2 separate regions of the Gossypium hirsutum genome follow, and region 2 is linked to region 1. Evidence: chromatin contacts called from public Hi-C data. All regions are on one chromosome and are shown on one strand. Each heading gives the region's core, a stretch centred on a gene start, on an enhancer-like site or on the middle of the called end of the contact. The rest is flanking DNA. Distances are from core to core; before and after follow the strand shown.

What was found. Hi-C and Micro-C count contacts between places; a contact is called where the count stands out from the background.
Region 2: a Hi-C map of leaf shows a contact between it and region 1, with 3 times the contacts expected there. The contact joins the promoter of LOC107888739 here to the enhancer-like site in region 1. A contact is called at or near these places in 10 of 34 Hi-C or Micro-C datasets (callus, hypocotyl, leaf and 1 more).

Annotation. Positions count from the first base shown.
Region 1 is chrA09:13,257,631-13,264,917 of Gossypium_hirsutum_v2.1, forward strand. No RefSeq gene overlaps it. Among protein-coding and RNA genes, the nearest start is that of LOC107890213, 27 kb to the left of the region's middle. Within about 2 kb of position 2,526, at least 3 of the 9 cell types and tissues checked have an H3K27ac peak or open chromatin away from gene starts, as enhancers often do. A contact at or near this core is called in hypocotyl and leaf, where this site is marked.
Region 2 is chrA09:13,298,238-13,305,524 of Gossypium_hirsutum_v2.1, forward strand. LOC107888739 reads left to right here and starts at 3,617. Exons shown (of 1, transcript XM_016812925.2): 1 at 3,617-4,711. The coding sequence starts at 3,917. The coding sequence ends at 4,546. It overlaps LOC107890214 (zinc finger CCCH domain-containing protein 43), which reads left to right. Exons shown (of 8, transcript XM_041077549.1): 2 at 1-58; 3 at 196-312; 4 at 409-484; 5 at 566-700; 6 at 809-1,111; 7 at 1,520-1,762; 8 at 1,928-2,282. The coding sequence starts at 698. The coding sequence ends at 2,017. LOC107888741 (protein FAR1-RELATED SEQUENCE 12) reads left to right here and starts at 6,497. Exons shown (of 2, transcript XM_016812928.2): 1 at 6,497-6,777.

The DNA.
Region 1 (7,287 bases), core at 1,276-3,775:
TTAATAAATTTTAAATTTATTTGGTAAGAAAAAAAAGTAGGAGAGTTGATTATTTTTCATCTTAATACATAAAAACTAATTCTTCTATACCGGAATGATGAAATGAGAGAGAGATGTATGTCAATTCAAAATTATGTGTTTTTCAAATATTTTAATTTTTTTCCTTTCATTTTTTTAACTCTATTAATGAATAATTTTTCTATCTTTTCTATCAAGCACACCTATGAAGAGAAAATTTATATTTTTCATCTTTCTATTTTTTTACCTTTTCAAGTTTTCGATCTTTTCAAATTTTTTTCTACTCTACTAAATAAAACCTAAAGTAGATTTTATACTCCCACTAAATTGGGATTTAAATAATTAATTACAAAAATTAATTTAATTTTATTAAATAAGGCTTTTTTTAAGGAAATATATAAATATGTCTTGTTTAAATATTTTATATTTTAGTATTTTATGTATATAATTTAAAATTAATACATTATGCAAAGGTTTAAATGTAAAATTGAGCCTCAAATTATACTACCTTTACGTAGGAATCTAAACTTCTTTTTGGTCAATAATGGCACCTAAATTATTTGTTTTGTCTCATTTTAATTTAAGAGTGTGATGTGTGTCATATTTTTATTAGGTGTGATATGTTTTTAGATAGAATGAGACGAAATTAATGGTTAAAATACCCTTCTTGACTAAAAAAACAAAAAAAAAAACTTTAACTAGTTAAGTAAGAAAAGTTGTATAGTTTGAGTGCTAACTTTGTAGTTAAGCCTTATGCAAAATATGACATAATTTGGGATTGACAAAGGTTCAATGTAACCAACAGTGACAGCCAAGAATTTATTTTAGGGGAAAATTAAATTATATTTTTAAGGAGTTAAAAGTATAATTTTATTATTATATTAATATATTATTTTTAAAAAATTAAAAGATTAAACTTAATTTTACCATCTTAGGGGAGTTAAACTGCAATTAAACCATTATATTAATTTAAAAATTCAAAAATCTGTCTACAAAAATTATTGTGATAGAGTTAAAACATGACATGATGTTGAATGCATGCACTAATCCATTTAAACAAAATTTTAGTTTTAAAATTAAAATAATTTATTACTAAGATAAATTACTTAAATAATTAAAAATAAAATCATTATAGATCATGAACACAAACATATATTTTTTCTTCAAATTGAATCATGATGGTATACTAAACTCAAAATTAAATAATTAATGCATGATATAAATATAATATAAGATAAATAATTACAAAGTAATATATAAAATAAAATAAAAAATATGAATGGAATGATTAGGACAAAAAATATAAATTATTAATGCATAATATATATTTAAAATAATAAATTTATAATATTTTAAACATATTTGAAAATAACACAAATTTTTTCTTTTCAATTTTCTTTTTCTTTCTTTCTCTTCTTTCTCTCCTGTTTCTTTCCCCACCCTAACCTCCCACAACCCATAACCCAAAGAAAAAGAAGAGGCCAGGTGTCAAAAGCCCAAGTCCTTACATCTACAATAAATCTATGTATACTAGTTTTATATATGGTTATAGATAAATACTAATTTGCATGTTCATATGATTCACGATTGATTGATTATGTATATCAATTAAAATATATTTAATTATTTTATAATTTTAAAAATATAATTTTAAATAAATATTAGCTTAAATTTTTGAAACATAATTTTTGTTTAAATAATATATAGAACCGCTTAAAATTAACACACAATATAATTATTTTTATAATCTTTCAAATACTTGTTTATATAGTTTTTAAATTTTAAAATTTTCTTGGAAAAAAATTTGAAAACATATTTGTAAAGATAAATAGTTTTAAATTTTTCTTTGAAAATGTAGTACTTTAATTATAATTGTCAAATTTTTAATTAACAAATAGTAATATGAGTGATGTACATTAGGATAAGAAATTTGATGTATTTTAGGATTCTAATGTTTATTAGAAATAGAATTTTATATTATTTATATTTATGTCTATAAATAGACTTTAGAAAAATATTATAAATACCCTGGTTGATAACAAAATACATAATTCACTCTTCATTTATAAAACCTCTCACCCGTCTTGACATAAAGTACACGTGGGAGCTGCACTTTCAAACTTAAATCAATAATTTTCTTTTATATTTGTTTCACAATATATTAGTATTCCTTAAAACAAATTAACCAAGTTTTGAAAAATTCAATATGATTAAAAACCGATTTGGGCCATCAAATATCAATAGGAACTTTTCCCAATCATAAAACAAGTGTACGATGTTCTTTGGGTTAAAATGAGGTCATCCAGATTGAGGAAAATGGGAAATTTATTATAACGTAAAATTAAGAACAATTTAAATAAAATCATAAAATATGATACAAATCATTTTGAATGCCTTAAAATAATCTTCGAATCGTCTAAAAACTTTCCACAGGCAATCGGAGAGCTCAAAACGACTAAAACAGTGCAAAGGGGCTTGTCCAAAGGCTAGGTATCAGGACCCAAGCCTAGAACTGTAGTATTTTAGCTACTAACTTGTTACGATCCAATACTTATTGTTAGGGTACTGGACTCTGGGCCCTTGAAACTAAAAATTAAGCTAAAAGTACTTAAAATCATGCCCATACTCATCTATGTCATATCCATAAACTATCAAATCATTATAACACGATTCCTAAACTCATAAAGACTTTAAATACAAGCCTTAAATGCGTTCCAAGTGAACAACGAAACAAAAGCTTATAAAGAGTTGTTAAATGAGTTTGAAATTTACAAATAACCTTACAAATTCTATTCCAATTTACATGCCAAGATTCAAAGTTAATTAAAACTAAATTAAGGAACTACAATCTTAAACTCAAATCACAATGTGATGCTCCCAAGTTAAAAATATTATATTCTTGAAAAAATTCAAAATCTATTCATTTAAAATAATTAATACGTGAACTCGATAAATACTCAAATATAACCCTACTTATCCTATCCTATTATTAATGTTGAAGAACACTTTAGTCATGTCTATTACATAATGTACTCATCGAATTTTAAGGTTGCAAACAAATTTAATCCTTATTACCAAATTTTAAAGGCTCAGTTTACCTATTAATAATCTATTAGTCATTCTCAAATTCATGTTCGAAACTCTTATTACGGGTACCAATATTGTTTAATCCAAACTTTATTTCCTTTTTGGCCTTAGCTTTCTAACATATTCACATGTGAGTTCCAGTTATGGCCATTAGTACATTATGCAAGTCATATATTCCCTTGTTCATTTGTCTATTTAGAATCATAAGTTTTAATATCAATTTTTATGTACATAAGAGTGTGCTGCTACCCCTTAGCATTCTATTTAGAGCAGCAGTTGTATTTTATATCAAAATATTATTTAATTTAGTTTTATTCTAATAGAATTCTTGTATTAATTTTCTATAAATAGAAACTATGTTTTGAACTATTTACACATTTCATATACATTATTTTGACAAAAAAATAGTGAACATTTATAAATCTATTTTTTTTAGAAAAAATTTGCACGCTTCTGGTTATAGAGAGAATTAACTTTCCTAATGAAAGTTAATAATTTTTTTCATTCCATGCGATTGGTTTGATAAATTTGTGGTTCGAGAATATTGGAGAAAACCATTCGGTAGAAAGTCGAGATCGACTTTACACCTCCTCGTACAAAACACGAGTATAATTTTAGTTAAGTTTATTTCTATAAATAACACAACGGCTCGTTTTCAAAGAAAAATTTCAAACTTCTTTCGTGCTTAGAGGCATTGTTTTCTAAACTGATTTTTCCAACATAAATGCGCGTTGTACTCTTTTTCTCCTAGTCAAGGATTTTCCCATTAGGTTTTTGTAGTAAGGTTTTTAATGTGGCAGCATGCCATGCGTAACATAGATATATTTATTCTTTTTTTCTTGTAACACCCCCTAGTCGTATCTGTCGCCGGAATAGAGTATGAGGCATTACCTAGGAGTACGAAACACTTACAGATAATTTAAATATATTTTCATAACAACTTGTCTCGATTTCATACTATTTCATATTTAACCTTTATTCACCAAATTATTTGAAATATAATCTTTATGCAAATAGCACACATGAGGTACATAATTCCATAATTATGAATGAACACATTTATCAAACATATTCCACATTCATATATCAATGTCTCATGTCTCCATATATCAATAACCGTCATTTTTCTTGTTTTTCAGATAATTATGTGTAACCATTCATAAGCATGCAATTCACTGTTTCTTCCTGTCAATCACAATTTCAAATGACAAATTCATGTGAATGAGCTCAACCTCATTAGGTGTTTAAATTCTGTCACTTTGATTCACATACTCATAATTTACTAACATATCCTATCAAACACAATCTCTGAATGACGAAATCACATAATTGAGCTCAATAATAATAATAATAACATTACTTACATTTCTTTTTCCACACGTTACATTTACGACTTACCAACTTGTCCATTCAAGGAACGGCTTATGGATTTGAGTACATCGTGATCTGAAGCCCGAAGTCTAGCTGAAGTACATAAGTGCTAAACGGAAGCCCGAAGGCTAACTGAAGCACACAAGTGTTAAACGGAAGCCCGAAGGCTAACTGAAGCCCATCAGAGCTGAACTGAAACCCCAAAAAGGGTTAACTGAAACTCATATGAGTTAACGAAAGCTCGTAAGAGCTAAACGGAAAGCAAACACGAGAATTCGCAACAAATGCTGAATCTCGATTTACTTGGGTAATTTAAGTCAATTCATCTTTTTCACTGAAAGATCGTACTCATTTCTTGCGTTCCGTTCCTCCAAAATACTCAGTTCAATTTCATAAGTTTTGTACATAATTTACTTATTTTCAACAATTAACATACATAAATATTAATCACCATTCATAAAATAATATTGAAATTTAATAATATTAACAAATGATCACTAAAATTTAGTTATATAAACTCACAAGTTCAATTTCTGTATTATAGCGATAATCATAATTTCATAATAAATATTCCAAATAAAACATTATATCATTTCTAATTCAATATTTATCGATTATAATCGGGCATGTGATCAATTCATACACAAGTCATTCATATATATATGTATATTTTCCTCCTCCTCCTCTCCATCCACATCCTTAGTATAAATAATACACTTGTAAATAACATTATCCATAATTTTCACTATTTACTTATGTGAATATTCAAGCTATCCATCCGTGTCATAGTCACTAAATTATTTTTATCTTAAGCTAAAGAACTCCAAATTAAGATCCGCTAATTTTTCCTAAAACTAGGCTCATGTATCTTCTTTCCATAAAATTTTCATAATTTTTGGTTTAACCAATGGGTACAGTTTATTCTTTAAAGTCACCCCTATTCTGCTGTCTGACAGTTCCGACTCTTCTTCACTAAAAATTAATTATCTCCTCGTACAGGATTTGAATGATGTTCCCGTTTGTTTCTCTTGAAAATAGACTCATTCAGGATTCTAAAAATATAAATTTAAGCCCCTAATTATTGTTATTAAATTTTTTATGATTTTTCAAAATCAGAATAGGGGAACCCGAATTCATTCTGACCTTGTCTTACAAAATTTATTATATCCCATGATTTACAATTCTATTGCTTACACCGTTTCTTCTATGAGAAACTAGACTCAATAAGATTTAATTCCATATTTTTTTCATCTTCTAATTCGATTTCTAAAATTTATGGTGATTTTTCAAATTTAGCTTACTGCTGCTGTCTAAAACTGTTTTAGTGCAAGATGTTTATTATCATTTTTTCCCTAAACTTTTAATAAATAATAATTTCGTCCCTACTCAATTAGCCTCTCAATTGAGCTGATTTTTCTCAATTAACACTTTATTCTATCACTTTAAATTACGTTATAACCTTTGGGAATTAGAATTTCAGCACTAGACTTTAATTCCAAACATTTTCACAATTAGATCCTAAAAATCAATTTCTATTGAAATTACCTAATAAAATCATCTCATAAACAAATTAAAGCTTCAATTTCATGCTATGTCATCATAAAATTACAGCACTAAACCATGATGACTTTCAATTTCATCCATGAAATAAAAAACTAATGAATTTAATAGTAGGACCTAGTTGTAAAAGTCTTAAAAACACAAAAATTATAAGAAAAAGGCAAGGATTAACTCACTTTGTGCAAAAATTATGGAATACCAGCTTATAGAACCCCTCCTATGGCGTTTTGGCTGATGAGAATGAAGAAAAAATGAAGAGAATTCTAGATATTCCAATTTGGTCCCATTTTTATTTAGTTAATTTTGGTAATTTTCCAATTTTTCCCTTTTTTCACCCTTTTCCTGATTTTTTTTCTTAGCTATTGCCGCCCAAAATATCTCCTTTGGACTTATTTACACTTTAGGTCTTTCCTCATTTGACAATTGAGTTATTTAATCCTTTTAGCAACTTTTACACCTTTTTCAATTGAGTCTTTTTTATTTAATTAACCACCCAAACGTCAAAATTTTCTGACGAAATTTTAATACTACCTCACTAACACTCCATAAATATTTCTAAAAATATTTATGGCTCGGTTTATGAAGTTGAGGTCTCGATACCTCATTCTCGACCCAATTTACCTAATTAATTCTTTTAAATCACCAACTTCACTAATTCAAAAATACTTCTATATTCACATTTGATTTATAGGTATTAATTTATTAAATTTTCGACTCACTCGTCAGATTTAGTGATCTCAAATCTCTATTCCCGACACCGCTGAAAATTAGGCTGTTACATTTCTTCACTAAGATTTTTTTTCAATAGAGTTTTTATCTTAATAAGATTTAACGAGACACATTATTTATTGATGGACATCCAAAAGGGAGTGTTATAAATATTTTATTATTATAAAGTGGATGTCCATTAGGATAAGAAGTTTAATATACTTTACGACTCTAATGTACATTGGAATTTGAAATTTATATAATTTATACTTTTTATGCCTATAAATATAAACTTTAGAAAAGTATTATAAATATCCCTATTGATGAATAAAATACATACTGCTCTTTTTTTCTCATATTTTCTTATTCATTTAATTTCTTCTTTCTTTATTTTATAACATTAAAAATGTTAATTATAATTTAAAAGAATTGGATATTTCTGTAATTTTATAACTGAGTTAGTGAATCGTCAGTAAAGTGCTTAAATATGTTGGAAAATAATGGATATTTTGGAACTTTGAGGCATATTATTTTATTAATAAA
Region 2 (7,287 bases), core at 2,367-4,866, 42 kb after region 1:
GCAAGGTTGGGGGAACCTGGAAATTTTATGTTGCAATTCTTTATTTACCATAACGCATGTAAGGATAATAGTGTATTTGATGGTGGCATCAGCCATGTATTATTCAACCAAGCATTATTATTATACACATGTCACGAAGGAAGTATTTGAGTTCCTCTGTGTTGTTATGTTTACTCTGTGTTTTGATGTGTGTAGTATTACCGAGCCACTGGAGGGTGCAAGTATGGAAATGCTTGCAGATATAGGCACTCTAATGAAGATTATGTATTAGCTCCCTTAGAAGTCAATTCCTTAGCTCTTCCATTTCAAGTGGTACATCCTTTATGAACATTTTCAATACTATTTTAGGTTGTAGCTTGCTACCTTATTGATTATCCCTGAACTTCATTGGCTTCTTGCCATTTGTAGGTGTCACTTGAAGGATATTAATGAAAAGAGTGAAAAGGATGGCTTCGCGGAACAGACAGGGCAGATTGAATGCAAGGTTTGAGCGTTATTAGTACGCACGGCAATGGTTTCAAACTTGTTATTAAGAATCTTGATTTTTCTATTGTTATTTCGGCAGTATTACCTAAGTCCAGGAGGATGCAAGTATGGAAAAGCTTGTAGATATAGTCACTCCAAAGAGAAGTCCAGATATCTCGAAAAGTCCGAGTTACCTCCACCTGAACTTAACTTTCTAGGCCTGCCAATTCGAATGGTAAGGATTTTATGATTTGGGGTGCTATATTTTGTTCTCTCACTTGGTTTTTGAACATATCTACCTTCTCCCGGTGCACAATATGAGCTAATTCTATGTTCCTTTCAGCTGGAGAAAGAGTGTCCGTACTATATGCGTAATGGTTCTTGTACGTATGGATCTAGCTGTAGGTTTAACCATCCGGACCCTACTGCTGCTGAAGGATCCAGCACTTTCCGCTCGGACCCTTCTGGTTCTGGAGACCATTCTCCAGGGAATTATAATGGTGGATCTGATGCTTTGCCATCAACTGAACCAACTGCCCCTTCGTTGTCTTTGAATATGATGTCAAATGAGCATCTTAAATGCTTGAATCAGAATTCAGCGTATGCTCACGGGGTGCATGCAAATTCTGAATGGAGTGGACATCAGGTAGCCTGTCTCTCACTTTAGTCAACCAATGTGTTTTTATCCATTGCTGTTTTATCTAGCTTTCTTTCAAGAAATTTTGGTTTTCGAACTTCCCAGGAAAATATGATACGATTCATAAGAACTTTATACTGAAAATGGATGGAATATGATAGTTAAGGCTTCTATAAATAGTATAAATGTTAGAATCGGCTACGTGCCATGAATTGGGAACCGTGGAGCCTATGCCATTTACTTGATTTATGAAGTTTTAAGTTTCTTCAGTTTGCACTGTGCACAACTCGTGCTTGGCATTAGCCAGCCATTGTTGGTCGATTCTATTAATGAGTTCTGCTGTTATCATGAAACTTTGTTTGTGTTAGTTTTCTTATAGAAGGTCTTTTGTTACTTACTTTGACCATTAGTATGCAGGAAAAAACAAGTGATCCGTATTTAGCTCCTTCAATAGACAAAGCAATTAAGACTGTGGATATCTCCGAACTTCATCAAGAGCAAATTCAAGTTCATGAATTCCCTGAACGACCTGGGGAACCTGAATGTCCTTACTTTATGAAAACTGGATCTTGCAAGTATAAATCCGCCTGCAAGTTTCATCATCCCAAGACTCGGCTTCCAAAGCCTATCCTCAGCAATGCAGGCTTGCCTCTAAGACCTGTAAGTTCCCATCATTTTCCATTCATATAGAAAGAGAGAATTTTTTTGAGCAATGGGAATGAATTATTCCGGGTTGATAACTGCTTTGAAAAATCAGCAAAATCAATCACATTGGTGCATCCTTTTGGATAATTTGTTTACCTATCATAGTATACTGCTGTGCAGGATAGAAGAATATGTTGGAACTATGAAAAATCTGGGATCTGCAAGTATGGAAGCATCTGTTATTTTCACCATCCAGAGAATCTCTTCTAATGGAACTGTCACGGTTGACTCTATTCCTTAGTCTCCATTAGGCTTCCATGGTTCCATGCTAACTTGAAAGGATTAAAGTAGTGGACTTTGGTATATTTGGCTTTTTATGCAGCAGCTCCTCATGACATGTTTGGTTAGATTTGTAATTGAATGTTATTTTGTGGAAATGAAATAGAGGTGTAATGTGATGGAATCTATATAACAGCAGTTTGATTGGGTCGAATGGAATAAAGAATATAATAAATCATAGGGCTTTATTAGTGAATTGGCTCTTAAATTATACCTCAATATTTAAGTAGTGTTTAGAAAGTCACTTAGAAATTGGATTACACAAAGTGACATGGTTAGATAATCAGTATAATTGGTGGCTCCATCAAATTGGGCGTAATTAGATTACTTCGTAGGGGTAATTATGTAGGAAATTAAATTCAAAATTAATTTTAAAAAAATATTTTTATAAATGTTATAAAAATTATATTATAAGTATGAGCACATATTAGTGGTTATAAGGAAAAAATATTATAAATATTAAAAAAATGATATTATAAAAATAATGTGTTATTTTATAAAATTATAATAAAAAATTATATTATTTAAATCATAAAATTTTTCAAAGTTATTGAGTAAAATTATTATATACATTTTTACATTAGTGCTATAATATATTTGTTTATAAATTGTTATGGCCAAATATCGACATAAGAATATATTTATTCATAAAAAAATGTTATAGGGTTCTTATTTATAATTTTTTTTTAAAGTTATGATAATATTATATATTATTTATAAGAAATGTTAGGAAGGTGTTGGTTAATATACAAAACTTTTTTTTATGAAGGTTATGTATTATGAATTTTATATTATTATTTTTATTTAATTTACATATTATAAAAAAATTTAACTTAAGTTATTCTCTAAATCAAAATTTTATAATTGAAGCTATAGATTATTTAGATTGTGGAATTAAATATTATAAAAGATACAATATGATAGAATAGTGCTAGACACAAGCACTATAGATAACTTATGAACTCTTTAATTTTAAACATCCAATGCTTCAAAATGTAATTGAGAATACATTTGTTGTTTTAAAAAATCATTTTTATATTAACAACTTCACATTAGTATAGCATAATAAAAAGTTGGATCTTACTGACATATTAAATATTTCATGACTTCAATCATAGGTGGAATTGAGATGATCCATACTTTGTAAAGTACATGGAAGAAGGAGATCTTGATAATATTAATGATATAGATTTAAATTCAAATAATTATAAACTCAGGCAAAGACCAACAAATGATAAAAAGCATATGTTAAATATTAAAGAGTGAATAATCCAACAAGCATGCACTATAGCAATTAGATAAAATTACATATGATTTTTTTTTACTATTTTTATTAGTAATTGTGCTATCAACTATTTTTTCAAACTAATTTAATACATATGATGATTTGATTTTAATTTTTATTACTTGTTTAGAAATTATTTTATCATAATAATAATTTTTATATTTATTAATATATTTTAAAATATATATATTATATAATTGTGTTATTATAATTTATACTACCAAATATGACATAAAAATTACGATATAATTACACTATATCAATTAAATATGTCTAAAAAATTACAAATTTTTATAATTTTAAGAGAATATAATTAAACTTTCATTAACTTTTCAAACATACCTGTCTTATTCCCTAAAGTGAGCTGTTACTTAACATTGTTGTTTTAAGCTTGCTCCACACGTACGAAGAAAAAAAAAATAAAGGAAAAAGCTGCTTGCTGCCAAAGCATGTCCCTATTATAAAAGAAACATAAAAAAAGGGTCAAAATCCAAGCCTTTCTTCTTATCTTATCCCCCATCAATTATCTTTCCTTTTAGCCAAAAATGAAGAGGGAAGGCCGTCAGCATGGTATGGTTAGGACCTACGGGATCCTCCCCTCTCCATGGAACCCCAACCCTGAATCTCGTTTTGTTCAACAATTCGATTCGCCCCCAACCGCCGGATTATTCACCAAGGTGCCGCTGAAGCCGACTAATCATTCCAAGTTTACGGGACGATGCGGTAGACCACGGTGCTTAGGGTGTCACATGCATCCTGCTTGTAAGTCCAAAGATAAGAGTAAGGGCAGTCATAAGTTGAGGTCAAGGGAGATGGTCACTAGCTATAGATTGATCACTTGGAGAGTTGTTGATGGGAGGCATGGTTTGAAAGATTCTGAGTTTTCAGCTTCAAGGATTTTGGACCATTTGTCTAATCACTATGATGATGATGATGATGATGATGATGATGATGAATGTGTAGTTGATGATGGGTTCAAGGTGAATTCTCAAGAACCCTTGGGAGAAATGGAACACTGTAAAGGTGAGACTGAAGAAAATATTATTGTTGACCATAATAAGGATGATGATGATGATGTGAAGAGTGATGGTGTTCATGTTGATGATGATGATGTGAGATTTGTTTTGGATCAAGATTTGGAAGGAGGAGGTTGGTGTTTAGTTGGGGATGATTGATGATCAATTTCTATTTCTTTTATTAATTATGTTTGGGTTTGAATATTTGTAAATTTGGTTGAATTTGGATTGTGGGTTGGGTCATAATTTAATACTAAATGTGTGTTACTTCTCAAACCATTTGAGTTGTATTTCCAATCTAAATATATTACTTATTTAATCTTATCTCTTTGGAATATTGATTCTAATCAACATTCAACTTTTCACATAACAATATATAAAAAATTATTATACCAACTTCATCCCTTTATGCTCTTCTTTTTCCCTAAAATTAACAAATACAGTATAAATATTTTAATTAATTTATATTTTTTAGACAATATTAATACAAATCTTTTAAAAAAATTAAGATTAATTGTCTGCTTAATCTCGTATTTCTTGAATATAGATTAAAAATTAATATTCTTGTTTAAAAATTATTGTTACTTGTGTAATTTTGTGCATTTTGTGTTTGTGTTCATATCGTATTTTACATATTGTATTTTCATGACACTAAAAAGTACTTAGTAACTTTTATTGTTGTGAAAGGAATTACAATTTATCCTGTAACTGCTGATGATAATTTTTTTTATATTTTAGCTTTTATAAATCACTATTAATCTAATATTAATAATATAATTCGTTTTATAAAAATGTTTTGTATATAGGAATTAGATTTAGGCATAATTGTCCTCTAACTTACAAAAATTTATTTTAGTACTTCATTTAATTTTTTGTATTTTTAACGCTTAAAATTGTGTTTTTGTCAAATTACCATAAAATGGATGAAAAAGTTAATATTTGTTAACTTCGCTAACGTGCATACATGCGTATTTCCACGTGAATGATACATTAGTAATTAATTAATTAATTTTTTAAATATTTTAAAATTTTTATACTTTTTAAATATTTTTAATTTTTAAAAATTAATTAAATACTGACATGTAAACCATGTGTATGTCACGTCAAAAAAGTTTAAAAACATTGACTTTTTTATTCATTTTGGGGTAATTTGACAAAAAAAATACAAGTTTAAGGTCTCAAAAAGGCCAAAAATTAAATGGGAGACAAATGATTTTTTTGTAAAATTGGAGGACAAATAAATCATTATGCCTTTGATTTTATTTAGTTACTATTTAAATAGTTTTGTAATATTCTTACATTTAATCTTGTTATGTATTAATTTTTATGAATTTTTAAACATTTTAAGTTTTCAAAATTTAACATCACAATCAAAATATTCTAACTCCGCCCCTGTGAAGATCCACACATATAATTGTGTATGATAAGTCACGAACTTAGGTACTTAGAACCCAATACCTCTACTTGTGTTAACCAATCGAAGACCTCATTCATTAATGATAAAATTTTCAAATTTCACAAATAAAATTTTTAATAATTTATTATATTCCTATAATACATTTTCAACCCCTAATAATATAAAGTTTAAAAATTCTATTGACAGTATATTAAATATTTTCGCTTAAAAATAAAAAAATTAGAGTTTTTAAATTATTCTTGTAATTTTTTAAAAAAAAATTGTCGATAAGTGTTAGATGCAATAGTATCTTCCCACAAAATGTTAGATGTAATAATAAAACATATTACACTCTCATGAAAAGAATACAAAGTTAACTATTAGAAATCATATTATTAGAAGAGATAATAATAAATCTTGAATATGAATAGTAAAACAAACATTGTTAATGTATATAAATAATTCAAATTTAATTTCTCCAAAAACATTTTCTTTTAAAATAAAAATTAATCACTAGAGAAAATAAATTACTCTTAACATTTTGTTTTATAATTATATGTGTTATAATATGTTTTACAATTTTATTCGAATAAAAATGATATTAAAATAAAACCTCTCAATAATGACGATTTCATAATTCCAACTTAGTCCTGAACAAATCTACTTCTAAAGTCATTTTAAATAGCGAATTAAAGGCAGGCATCTCAACAGTGTTGCCATGTGGATCGATTAAATCTTCTTTCTCTCCTGCAGTATTTACTTTTCTTTTGCCTACTATTATTCCAGTAACCGAACAGCCCGAAAGAAGTAGCAAAGGAAAAAAAAAAAAAAAAAAACCTAATCTCTACAATTCTGCCAATTCCTCACTCAATCTGTACAAAGCTCTCTTTTTTAACTTCATAATCTCTCCCGCCATTTCTTCTAATCATCAGCGAATCTCAGCCGTTGATCTCTTGATTGCGTATCACTCTGTTTTGCACCTTCTCTTGTCACTGTAATTTCCTGTTACTCTCTTCTTCTGTATTCAGTTGGGATTCTTTTGAAATAAAAGAATCCATACCCAAGCAAGTATTGATGATTAAAGTTTGATTTTATTGATGCATTTTGAATGTAATTTAGTAATTTTTTAATATTTGGACTTCTTTTTCGCTCTTTTAGTTTCTGGTTTATGGATTCTTGCTAAGAGCTTTGAGTAATTTAGACTGCAATTTGCTCATTGGTTTGTTAAACTTCATTCATAAAAAAAAAAGTTAATTGTATATGTATCACTTTTGCTTTTACATGTATTTATGTATCTATATTTATATACGTTCCTGGTATGATATATGCATGTAAGCATGCATGTGGATATAGCTTTTGATATTTAATTTTGTAGGATAATTGATTTTGTTAAGTTTCAAGTTATTGGGGAGCGGTTTATTGAAATTGGGTTATGTGAAATTAATATTGAATGTGTGTAAATTTATGTTAAATTGATAATAGAAGAGCTGGTTTTAATATAACT